2 separate regions of the Mus musculus genome follow, and region 2 is linked to region 1. The links are chromatin contacts, called in public Hi-C maps. All regions are on one chromosome and are shown on one strand. The core of a region is the stretch at or near the end of the contact, and the rest is flanking DNA. Distances in the headings are between cores, read along the strand shown. Region 1 has its middle 130 kb from the start of Tars. Region 2 holds the start of Mtmr12 (myotubularin related protein 12).

The links. A called contact is a pair of places that touch in the nucleus more often than the background predicts.
Region 2: a Hi-C map of pro-B cells shows a contact between it and region 1, with 2.4 times the contacts expected there. The contact joins the promoter of Mtmr12 here to the enhancer-like site in region 1. A contact is called at or near these places in 3 of 39 promoter capture datasets (the 3T3-L1 cell line and pre-B cells), 1 of 484 Hi-C or Micro-C datasets (pro-B cells) and 1 of 115 datasets of contacts at active chromatin or transcription factors (the 230-238 cell line).

The regions. Positions count from the first base shown.
Region 1 is chr15:11,530,136-11,536,770 of GRCm38.p6, forward strand. No RefSeq gene overlaps it. Among named protein-coding and RNA genes, the nearest start is that of Tars, 130 kb to the left of the region's middle. Within about 2 kb of position 3,011, at least 61 of the 459 cell types and tissues checked have an H3K27ac peak or open chromatin away from gene starts, as enhancers often do. A contact at or near this core is called in the 230-238 cell line and pro-B cells, where this site is marked.
Region 2 is chr15:12,202,286-12,208,732 of GRCm38.p6, forward strand. It overlaps Mtmr12 (myotubularin related protein 12), which reads left to right and starts at 2,743. Exons shown (of 16, transcript NM_172958.4): 1 at 2,743-2,994. The coding sequence starts at 2,914.

The sequences.
Region 1 (6,635 bases), core at 1,761-4,260:
TCATTTATCAGGCACACTAGTTGAGGAGGGAGCTTAATCTTAGTGTGACCTTTACCATAATTATAACGACTCCATTCACCTTCTGCAATTAATCACATAATTGCATGCATGTGAGCATTGCTTTGGCCAGACTTTCCCCCATATAGTCCAGTGGGAGACTTCTTCTTCAACTGCAATGGATTCCTCTGGGACTTAATTGTGATGTCTCTGAGAATCTGGCATGAACACAAGAATTTGGTTAGTTTTCCAGGATAAAAAACACACAGAAATCCCACGTGGATTCCCTGGAGCCTAGTTGTAAACCTTGGTGGGTGATATCATAAAGGAGTAACCCATTAGGATTCAAACTCACACATTAACATTGAAGTTAAATTGCCTTAGTGGTGCAACTTCTGGTTTATCAGGTTCAATGGATGACATACTTATTGAGTCCTCGCTGTGAGGTTGATTGGCCCTATTGGGCAGTTAATGAGACAAGGTCATTAACATTAGTTACAGCACATTGGAAGGTAGAGTCAAGAATGGAAGAAGGGCAATATAGTTGATTTAGAGACTGCTATTCATTCTATCCCCCTCAAGTTCAAAAGGACTTGTGGCCATGGTCTGAACTTTTGGAGAACTTGTAGGGAGAATAGATGTTTAAGCCCTTCCTCTGTATTTTGAGTTCATAGAAATAAACAAAAGCCCTTGTCTGGGGCTGAGCATGTCACTGTGCAGCAGAGGGATGCCCCACAATGTACAACGCCCTGGATTTCATCCTGGGTACCACAATGAATAAATACATATAAAGCTCATGACACTTTTTATATTTCTTCAGTTGGGTTCATTAAAGCTTCCTAAAGAGACTACTGATTTTAACAGCCGTAGTGTCCTCCCGGGGAAGCCTGGGTTCTGGATCACTGTTGTTTAATTCATTTAGGATAAATTCTATCACCTCGCCTCATGGATCATTCTCTACTCAACTCTTTGAACAGCTAACTATTCTTCAGAATAGGGTGTGGAGTAATGGTAATGCAAAATGAATAGATAGCACTTGCTCTGTGAATCCCATTACCTAACTGGGTAGTATGAATGAATCATCTAGATATTTAGTAGTGAACTATGGACTTGATTCCCCAAAGCAGAGTAGAGGCCACTTCTCAATGTGATTAATCCCTGGACTACTTCACAAATCAGTGTTTGCTTCTCTTCTTCCTGACTTACAAAATTAGTATGGTATAGTTTCCACATTTTTATTTTCTTGGTTAGGTTCTGAGTAACAGAAACGACTTTCAACTTACTGATGGAAAGAAAGAGCAGAAGACAGTTGGAGGGGAAAAAAAACCCTGGAGATTTGGCAAAGTATTTGCCTGTAACTAGCCTATAAATCGCAATGTCTCTCCTCCTGCTGTGTCCCCAAGTCACTGCTCACTTACAGTAGGTTAGAAGTCCTGAGCCAGACATCTGGACTGGCCAAGCCCTCAGTGCTGGCTCTTGCTAGAGACCTTTCTTTCTATTCAGATTTTCGGTTCTATTTTTCTCCATAAGGAGGACAGACGTGTCTACAGAAGAGCTTCTTATGTTTTCCTGTTAATGCAGTATGTGGAAAAGAATTGATCCTTAATAGGATGGTACGGGAGAGTCAATACTCTGCCCAAATGACTTCTCTCGTTCCGTCAAAGCACAGCTTTTATAAAGCTTAATCTTATTTAGCATATGTTTTCATTTCTCCAAGCAAAGCATAATACCAAGAATTTTTTTCTGCATATATTTTTTCTTAAATTTTCTCCATAAATAAAGCTTTAACTGAAGTGATTTTCTTAACGTAATAAATACTAGATGTGGTTAGTTCACTGTGAAGCCACAGAAACATAGTATTTACGTGATCAGCACTATAGTGGCAGTATCCCAGGTTCACTCAGATTGTATGATTCTCTATAGAGTAATGTAAATGGTCTTCCAGGCTCAGTCAAAAAAGAGCCCTACAGAGAAATCATGATGGATTTAGTTTACAGCAAAATTGGATCCTTTCGTAAATTGCAATTAAAGAATGACTTACTAGATTAGTAAAGAAGATTGAAAAATAGATACAGTACCCAGTAAGTATCCTCTTCGTGTTAACCCCTACACCCAGAGTATTTGAATGTCCTTTTAAAGTCTAGATTTTTTTCTGTCATTTTAAAGCATGTTTAGTTATAAACCATTCTGTTATCTGAAAGACAATTGTGTACATGTTGAAAGACTGATAGTCAAACCATGAACCACGGTTGAATGTTGTACCTAATAGAACAAGTTAGCCTGTTCCCGTTAGTAATTGTCATCTTAAAGCATCAGTGTTTCAAATTAAAATGTCCAGGTTAAACGGAATCAGATGGCCTGGGGATAACTTTCAGAACACCTTTTCATGAACTGGAACCAGAATATGCTATGCCAAGCAGAGGTGATAGAGTGAATACAGGAGCTTTCTTTGGCTCATAGCAGGACTCGGACAGCCAGGTGCCTTAACGTTCTCCAGGCATAGAGGCATGAAAAAAAGCCTTATGTAAATGTCAGGTGCCAGGCCGGTGATGATGTCGTATTAAAAATCGCCAGTAGGTGGTAACACAAATCCAGGCTCCTTGTAAAATAAGCTTACATGTTATTTTTGGTAGGACCGTACACTGGGTTGAACAGCTAATGAGATCCAGAGCTGTTTATTGGTTACTGCTGAGGATCCCGATGAAGTAGTTCAGTCATGCCGAGATGCTGCTTGGGTGGTACTGGAAACCGACCTAGCATCAGTGCTCATTCTGTCCCACAGTATTCCATGAGCTGGAATTTGTCTTTCCCTTTGTCTGCATAGAAGTTGCTTTGCGTGGAAATCAGTGGGAGCGGTCCCCCCCTTTCCTTATCGGGAGGAAGGGGGTGCATGTTGGTACATCTGCATTAGGTCCCAGGAAGATAAGAAGAAGTAGTCTTTGTGAAAGGGCCTCAGCCAGCTTGCAGAAGGCTGTACTGGGAAGATGAAAGATTCATAAGCTGTGCAGGTGCGGGGAGAGGAAACAGCACTTCCGCCCAGCGATTCTCAGAACTGTTGGGAGCTGTTTACTTCCTATTTTGATACCTAGAGCAACAAGAAACAAGCTCTCCACCAGCATCTCCGTGGCCTTGTCCTGAGTTTGTTATCCGTGCTTTCTGTCAGGAAGCAATTATGATAAGACTCTTGGCACTGCTCTGCAATTCCCATTTCATGTGTAGGCTTTGATTGATCGTGTTGTTCTGATGGCTTATCCTGGGATTGATTTATTTACAAGGTTCAAAGAACCTCCATTCTTTATGAGATTGCTTCCACTTTTAAGGGGGAGAGGCCACTATTCACATCCTAAGCTAAAGGCATTTTCCAGACTTGAAGTTCAAGAACCAAAAGGGATGGAGTGACTTTGTGTCTCGGCGTTGATCACATCTAGACGTATCACCTCTGTGTACACTTGACATCTAATTTATTGTCTCAGAATGGCTCTGTTTTTCTCTCCTGGGAAAGTAGAAGTCCTTAAAGAAAAGTCTGGAACAGAGAAATAGTTTTAAGAGCCGAGCTTCTCCATTGAGTTTCTAAACTTTGTCACCCTTTAAGGGCATCCTTTCTTTTCTTCACTGGGAAACCACTTCCCCTTCTAGAGACCTCACTTTGCAAGGGCCCCTGGGGAGATACCATGTTTATTTTGAATCATTGGTTTGGTGTTGGACTGGGTCTGCACTTGGGCTCTGCCTGCTTTGGACTGGGATCTTGATTTATTTGGCCCCATTTCAAAAATTGTCAACACTCCATGCATTTAGGTAGTGATTATTTCTACAAAAATATGAAGTAATAACCACAATTTTATGAGATGAAAACAGTTTTTTAACCTCACTCCTTCTCAGTGGACAACAACAATGTTCACATGTAAGGGACAATCAGTAGTAAATACTTTTATTATCTCCATGCTACTTCTAATGAAACTGGAAGTGGATGCATGGTATTTGTCTGTGTCTTCAGATGCTGTAAACACAACAAATGCTTTTCTGAATAGAAATAAAAGGAGTACAGTTTGCCTTGCTTAGATATAAGGCTCAAGTTATCCAAAGCCAGTTATTATCACTCATCAGGGAATTTTGCTGTTTTGTTTTGTTTTTATTTTTATCCTTTTATACTTGACCAATAATTGGGGAACCAGGATAGTAGAATACTATGACTTGGTTTCCCTAAAAAGAAAAGAAATTTGACCACTGTAAAATCCAGAGCTGCATTGGTTTCTGGGAAATACCATCACAAATTCTGAGGACTCTCCTGTGTTTCGGGGATTTTTTTTTTTTTTTTTTTTTAATGACTGGCAGGCTCCCTGCGCTACTGCTGACCACTCTGTCCCAGCACAGTCTTGCCGGAACTCCCAAGTTCCCTTCACTGCCACCCCAGCCCCACACAATGATGGCCTTCCGCCCCTAGGTCAGTCGCCACAACTCTCTGCCCCAGTTTGCTTGTCTCTGGCTCTGCTAGCTCCTTCTCAGTCATAAACCTCTGTAATCGTCGGTCCCACATTCCAGTAGCTAAGCAAATAAAAACTCTTGAAGCTTATAATTAACCAATCAGATTTATGTATCAATAAATTCTCAATTCACAAGATGCCAATGCGATAATTTCAGAACCAATTGATAATGATAAAAGCGGTCCGCCTAGATCAGACAAATTATCTCAATTATTCTAACCTTTATGATATCATAACTACCTGTGGCTGCTTAAAGCCATGCTGGTTCAGGTTCTTCTTCCTGTTCTTTCACCTCCATCTTGCCTTCTCCTCTGTCTCTGTAGCTCTTAGCTCCACCTCCCTTCCCTGTCCAATCACAGGCCTCCTGCTGCACAAATATTTTAACATAATTGGACAGGGAAAATCCCGTCACACTCCCTTGATAAAGCAGTTGAGGCACACCTGGTTACACAAACAAATTGGGAGTCGGAACAGTCATACAAGAGCAGTGTGGTCACATTTGGTGAGATCTATTTATAAAGTTAATTATGTTCAGCTAAATGAGGCTACAAATCTAAGTTCCCACCATCACTGCTGTATTATCTTAAATCCTCACTGTTCATAATGAAGTGGAACACAGTAGTTTTTCTGAAGACTTTTTAATGTGGCTGTCTTCTGTTAATAAAGTTAAGTAGCTTTCATTAAATGCTTGTTGGAATAATTAGTCATTTTGATGTCATCACTTGACAAAAGCAGAGAAAAAATATGGAATTTTGGTGTTGGTACCCACTATTGCTTCAGTGCTGGAGTAGTTTTCCTTCATTAGGAAACCAACAGAGCTGGATAAGGCCAGTGTTTCTGCTTAGGGTCTCCATGCCATCTACATCAAACTCACAGATGAATACGTAGTGTTAACGTGCAGATCCTAAATGGATCTCCTTTGAATCATAATTTTAAGGAAAGGCTTAGAATGGGTATTTGTAACCCTGTAAGTGAGTCCTACACAAGTGAGGACCATCCCTCAGACCCTGTTCTAGATGTCCTTCAGTCTCTGATCTCATTGATGGTGTTTCGTGTAACATACAAGGTCTCTCTGCTTCTTGTGGAAAAAAAGACAATTCAAGAGCATTTTTGCCAATTTTGTTTCTCTTCTTCTTCTTCTTCTTCTTCTTCTTCTTCTTCTTCTTCTTCTTCTTCTTCTTCTTCTTCTTCTTCTTCTTCTTCTTCTTCCTCTTCTTCTTCTTCCTCTTCTTCCTCTTCTTCCTCTTCTTCCTTTTCTTCTTCTTCTTCTTCTTCTTCTTCTTCTTCTTCTTCTTCTTCTTCTTCTTCTTCTTCTTCTTCTTCTTCTTCTCCTCCTCCTCCTCCTCTCCTCCTCCTCCTCCTCCTCCTCTTCTTCTTCTTCTTCTTCTTCTTCTTCTTCTTCTTCTTCTTCTTCTTCTTCTTCTTCTTCTTCTTCTTCTTCTTCCTCTTCTTCTCTTTTAAAGATAAAACACGTTGGAACCCCAGCTCTTTTCAGTTGGCATCATTGCCTATACCAAGCAGATAAATTAAAGCCTGGGAGAACTTCACAAGGTTTGACAGCACAATTGTCTTTGCACTGCGTCCCTCACTGGTCACTCTCAGACCCACTGTCCTTCCCTCCTCTTTGTGGGCGAAGGTCCAGCCTGTGCCGAGCCCCATGAAGCCAAGTGACTCAGCTCTTTGCAAGGCTTCCGTTCAGGGAGAATTCCCTTCTTCCTTGACTCCCGCAGACTAAACATTTGAATTACAAGCCACATAAAACCATTTGGTAGGGATCTCAGCTAGGGAAAGTCAGTTCACAATCTGACACCTCATAAAGCCTTATTTTAGAATGTGTGGGACTTGGTGTGTATAATTTATTTCTTTGGTCTTAGGCAAGCACCTGGACGTGGATTTTTCTCTTTCTGGCTGACAAAACAAAATAGGGTCCAATTAATTTCTCCCCTTTAAAAACCTTATGATCTTTGCCTTTCTTTTCTTTCTAACTGGATGGGCTAGGATCATTGCAAGCATAAGTCCTCAGGAGGAGCCTGGGTAGAACCAGATGCTTGTGAACTAGAGTTTCCACTCTCTGTCATTCAAAGGGATTGTTCTGAAGCAAGGGGAGTTTGCTACTGTACGGGTCACCTGACAAACAGCAGAGTCAATGTCACTTGT
Region 2 (6,447 bases), core at 1,493-3,992, 670 kb after region 1:
CAAAACCAAAAACAAACAAACAAACAAAAAAGGTGGGGGGGCAGTGTTAGGTAGGGCTTTCTAGATAAGCAGAACCAACAGGACTGTAAAGAGACCTATTATAAAGAGAATTTACTAAGAAGGCTTACAACTCATATGGGCCTTGTAGTCTTAACAATGGCTGTCTGTATGTCTGAGAGCCAGGTAGCTGCTCAGTCACAGAAGCCGGTTGCCTTATAGTCCCAATGTGGTGCTGAAGGCTTAGGAGAGTCCTGGAGAGTCAAGCTGAGTGAGGCTGGAGTCTGACGTCAGTGAAGGGGACAACAGTTGCAGCAATGTGGCAAGGCAAACTATTCAGCCAGTACCCAGACAGGCAATGGAGCTGTACTGGTGTTCTCTGGATCTTTTGCTATCTGGGCCACCTACTAGGAGATGCCCCCACCCACCCTGTTAATCCTTCCTGGAAATGCTCTTGTAGAACTGCCCATAGGTGTGTCTTTAGTTCATTCCAGATTCCATCAAGTTGACAATCAAGATTACCCATCAAGGCTGGCGTGACAGTTGTGGAGTTAAGAGCACTTCTTCTTAACCTGAATTTGTTTCTCGGCACCAAAGTGGGGTATTACCAGTGCTCATAACTACAGCTTCAGGGAATATGACACCCCCCTGACAGATAGACACACACATCAAAATAAAATAAATCTTAAAAAAGTGTTTAAACAGGCAGTGGTGGCACACGCCTTTAATCCCAGCACTTGGGAGGCAGAGGCAGGCAGATTTCTGAGTTCGAGGCCAGCCTGGTCTATAGAGTGAGTACCAGGACAGCTAGAGCTACACAGAGAAACCCTGTCTCGAAAAACCAAAAAAAAAAAAAAAAAAAAAAAAAAAAAAAAAAAAAGAAAAAAGAAAAAAAGTGTTTATCAGTGAGTGAAACATGTATGAGTGGTGTACTCATACCTCTGCTTGTAACAGAGTACCTTACAGTTGATCGTTTATACACAATACAAAATTGCTTCTCACTGTTCCAGAGTCTAGGGAATTCCAGAATCAGTAGATTCCACGTTGGGAAGAGTGGGCCATTCAACGATGACACATTTTTTTTTTATTTTAAGATTTATTTATGTGACTACACTAGCTGTCTTCAGATACACCAGAAGAGAGCATCTGATCCCATTACAGATGGTTGTGAGTCACCATGTAGTTGCCGGGACTTGAACTCAGGACCTCTGGAAGAGCCATCAATGCTCTTAACCACTGAGCCAACTCTCCAGCCCAGAATGGTGACACATTCTTGCTGAGTTCTCTCAATGGGGGAGGGTTAGCCAGAACCCTCTGATCTCATAAGGGCATTCCTTCAAGGCTCAATAATCTCCAAGTCCACTTCTTCCTCACAGTATCACATGGGGGAGGGGGACGGACACAATCAGAAGAGGGTGGCAAACCAGCTGGTTTTTTGGTATTTAAAACGTTTCTTTTGTTGGCTCCCATTCCTGGGAAGTGTACAGACCCAGAGACAGTGTCAAGTTTTCAGAGTCGTATTACAACAGGGCTTGACCTTCAGCAGATGTTAAAGATCAGGGTGATCTAGTAACACTTAACGTTAGCTTGACGGCCGGCAGAAAGGGACATTTGCTTGGTGAATTTCTATCAAAAGCCAGCATTTCTGTTTATGGGTTGGGTCAGATCCTGGAAACAAAAGCAACAGAATCTGTCTGGCATATCGGAATCAGAGAGGTCACCTCTCCTTCCTGGGAACCAACGTGGAAAAGCACAGTTAATTGCTAGGTTTTGAGAGGAAGGTCTTATTTGTGATCTAGGTTGCCTGGGGACTTCCTAAGTAGTCCGAGCTGGCCACAAATTCACTATCTTTCTGTCTGGCCTTCCAGGTGCTGGAATAGCAGGTGTGCACTAACCACCCTTCCGTGTCACTTGTAGTACTTAGTTGGGAATTTTAAAAGAAATACAAGGGGGTGGTGCAGTTGGTCAGACTAAGGCATAGCAAGGTGCCTGACACTTGAAAAATTAACTGCAAATGTTTATTGGCTTTTCACAGTAGATGGAACAACTTCGGGTGAGCTGCATCGTATCTTATTCTTCTAACACAATGCTCCACAGGGAGAATTCAATTTGGTCTTGCTCACGCGAGGCAAGTGCCCCAAAGGTGGAATTCAAATGAATAGAAATGAATAGTGTGTGTGTGTGTGTGTGTGTGTGTGTGTGTGTTTTATTTGCTATCTTGGCTTAATATGAGAGGTTTGTCGATAACTTGGGAGAGCAGATAAGTCTTAAGGGCTTTTGATATCTTACCAGTTAGAAACCAAGCGACAAACAAAAGAAGTTTGAAGTTGAACACAACATTTTACGTCACTTTAGTCAGTTCCTATCCGCTCTGTCTCTCTTCATTCGTCTAAAGTCTGAACGTCGTCGGTGTGGTTTTGAAGCTTCTGCGGAGGCATTCTGTTCAGCAAGCTGAATTTCAAAGCTGCTGGCCAGTAAAAGAAGCAAAATGGGTAGAACGACTTGCCCGCAACAACTTAGCGACGGCAGGACCATTGGGCAAATGGCGACATTCTCGCTAGCCAATCGTGGGGAAGCCCGGAGAGAACGCTCTCCGCATTGGCTAGAGCAAATACCTCGGCCAACAAGGGGTGGGCGTGGCCAGTCCCATGCTGTGGGCGGGACCTCAGCCGGAGCAGAGCGAGCGGCGGTGGGCGTGTCCCACGGTCGCTAGGCGGGGCGCGTGGCCTGGGCGGAGCGAACGGTGTCAGCGGCGGAGCCGGATGCGGGCGGTACTGCTGCCGCCGCCGCGGCCCTAGGGATGGGCGGAGCCCCGGCCGCTGGTGCTGGTGGCCGCCGCCGCTGCCGGAACCTGAGCCGGAGCCGCCGCCTCTGCTGTCGCCGCGCTTCGGCTTCGTTGCTTCGCAAGGCGGCGGGATGCTGGGGAAAGGGGGAGTCGGCGGTGGCGGCGGCACCAAGGCGCCCAAGCCCTCCTTCGTGTCGTACGTACGCCCTGAGGTGAGAGTGCGCCGGGCGAGCGCGGCGGCGGGTGGAGCGGCCGGGGCAGGGGCGCTTCCTGCCGGGGTGCCGGGCGGGGCGCTCTGGGGCCTCCCGGGCTGGCCGCGGCCCGGACCCCTGCGGCAGGCCGGGCAGGTGCTGGGGCAGGGCCCTGTCGCTCGCCACCGCGCCTGTGGGCGGGAGCCGGAGCCCGGGAGGTCCGGCGGCTCCGGCGCCCCAGGTATCCGGGAAGGGAAGAGAAAGCTTGCGTGGTCGGGAACCCGACGGGGTTCCCCCGGCAGCCCGCAGCCCGGTGTGTGTGCTCTGCCCGGGACTTTTCTCCGCGAGTCCTGAGAGTTCGTCTCTGTCGCGGGTGGTGCACTGCTTTGCGTCCGCGCTGCTGTATGTGGGTCGGCCTTGGCCTCTTTCGGTGTCTGCCCAGAGCATCCTCCTCCCGCTTCTTCCCATTTCATCTCCCCCCTTCCAAACTGCAATTCTAGTCGAGAAGTGCATTCACTCGGGAAATACTTTCTGCGCTCCTACTGTGTGCCAGGTACGATCCTGGAAAGCTTGTGCTAAGTATCAGTGAACAGAACAAAGATCGAGCTCCTTGGGAGCTTATGTAAAAAGAAACAAACAGTCAACGATATGCGATTATTAATTGTATAGTACTTAGAAGATGGTGGGGACAAGGAATCCTTTCATTCTTGCAAAGGTGGTATTTCAGTCAGGACGTTAGAGGACGTTAGGTCTAGGTAAGGAGTCCTGGACGGCCCCAGGGAAGGCTGCCAGTTCTGGAGTTCCGTGAATGAGGAGGACATTGAAGAGATCAGAACTAGAGCATGTTGAAGACTTCTGGAGCAGTCGTTCCTTACCTTTTAGTAGACTCCTTCTCATTTTCGATTTGTGAAAGTTGTGTGCGGTTTTTTTTTTCCCTGCTTTTGCAATTTTGTTTGTTTGTCTCTCGATTATGTAGCCTGGCTGTGCTGGAACTCACTATGTAGAGCAGTCTGGCCTCGAAGTCACAGAGCTCTGCTTGCCTCTGCCTCCCGAATGCTAGAACTCAAGGTAGTACGACCATGCCTAGCTTCTGCAATCTGTCTGTGTGCAGGTAGATGCTCTACCAAATTTACTGCCTCCAAATGTCTTCCCACTTCTCACTTGCTAAGGTGGAAAACAGGTGGGCCTGAAATGAGATATCAGAGACCTGGGGCCTGCAGCATTTGCATGTGTGTCTTGAAATCAAGGCATCTAGTGGAGAGTACTAAAATGGAACCTATTTTCAGTCGTAATTTTCAAATAAAAACCACTTCCTCTGTCAGAACTTGATATGGAGAGACAGGGTCACCTTACATTTCACCCTGTAGTCCATAGAGGTAATGTGGTCAGGTTCTCTTTGTCTTTCTTTGATAGCACCCTAGTTGAACGCTAACTGCCTTTGACCTTTAACCTTTAACCTTTCTCATTTAGTGAGAGTAAACTGCAAGTGAAGAGTCTTCTGAAGTCTGGCCAGAGTTCAAGAGTGCGCCAGTCCTTCATCTGACTGTGCAGTTTTTGCCATCAGCGCTGCTCTGTCTCCCTTGAGAGGCAGTAGGGAAAGTGGTAGCTCAGCTCACTGGACTCATGGCTTTGGGGTCTTCTTAGAGGGCAGCTTTGTGTTTTTGTGTCTAAGACCGTGCTGTGAGGATGCTGTGCGTCTTTGTTGTAGTTGGTACTGGCTAAGATTCTCTATTCAACTGTGCATGGTTTATTAAAAGACAATGGTGGGAGGAGGTGAGAAAACAGCTTATTTTTAAGTAGATGGCTTCACTAGCCATCACATTTCCGGAAATGGACAAGCAGCACTGAGATGTTGCTTGCGTGTGACCCAGAGCCCTGAGTCTGATACCTTTCTGGGTCACCTTGGGAGAGCCTCAGAGCACTTTTATGAAGACTGGCATCCACTATTTTTACTCTTCTTCATCTTTGATTGTACTATCTGCCTGCCTTGTGTGTCCTGCGGGTGGTGTGGTGTGTGTGTGTTTTATTTTGGGTGTTTAGCTATCCCACTCTGAACCATACCACTCTGTAGAGACCCATTGTCACCTGACACCCCTTTTCCCTGCATGCAGTTCTGGAGAGAGAACACAGGCCTCCACCATGATAAACAAGTATTCTACCACTGAGCCCCAGGCCAGCCCGCCTTTCTTTGTACCACTTTTCCTAGCTGGTGAGTTTGCAGTTTCTGAGATGCTTTCTTGTTGGCGGATGACGTCGGTGGCCAGAACCCTTTCACCTTTTAATGCAGTTACGCCTGGTCCTGCTGATCAGAAGTGGGAACTCCAGAGGCAGAAGCCTTCACTAAGGCAGAGCACGGTCTGTCAAGAGTCAGCACTGAAGTTGTTAAACATGATCATATTTTTCCCTCTTGTGATCCAAAAGGACTGCAAATGACAGCCTAACATGAAGGGTAATGGTTAACTCTGGCTTTGGGGTCTGTGCCAGAGTAACCGGAACTGGTTTGTCATTGATTTGTCTAAGTCAGTGAGGCTGACGGGTAAGATCCCGAATCACAGCACAGGACCTTTGCTCGTGTTCTGTAATCTCTTCAGAGGGAAGCCGAGATCTGCAGGAGGCAGGAATCTGGGCCCACCTTGCTACTTGATAGCAGATGCCTAGAAACATCTCAGCTCTACTGTCTTCACTCAGCCTCAGGCACAGGTTGCAAGGAATGTCTAGCAGTGTGCAGCAGAGATGTTGAGCTCTGTTCCAGGGGGGCATCTGGTGATAGCTTGAGCACAAAATCACTTTTCATGTGAAAATGGGAAGCCTGTGTGACTTTCTATGTCAGAAGCCACAGTGTTCATTGTAGAAAAATGAGATGAAGTTATGCAAAAAATAAGTACAAGTTAGAAGCTTGTGCTGGTTGTTGTTAGGCCTTGCAGAGGACCGAAGTTTGGTTCTCAGTACCTCACCACTGTAACTCCAGTTCCAGGGCACCTGAGTCACTCTTCTGGCCTCCTAAGATACACACTTGTGGCAGACTTTCACACACACACACAGAAACTTTAAAAAAAACAGTGCCAGCCACACAATGGGCAGAGGACCTTGCTGCCAAGCCTGAGCACTTGAGTGGGCCCTAATGGTGTGGAAGGAGAGAGCCGTTTCTACAAGTTGTCCTTTGACTTCTGCATTATGGCATGTGATCACCCACACACGTACACATACTCTTTAAATTATACATATGTACATATATTAAGAGATTACAAACTTGCTAATTATAATGCATCCTGTTAGATGTATGTGCACAGCATGTGGCTTTGGATGGGGCTTACCAAAATGGAACTAATATTACCAGTCATAATCTCAGCTGCTTTTTAAACCAAAAGTGCACATTGTAAACACCTCTCCATGCCCGTTGTTAAGGCACAGGCAGGCTTTGTGTCTCAGGGAAGACACAGTGATGGGAAAGGCTGGGCAACACAAACAGCCAGA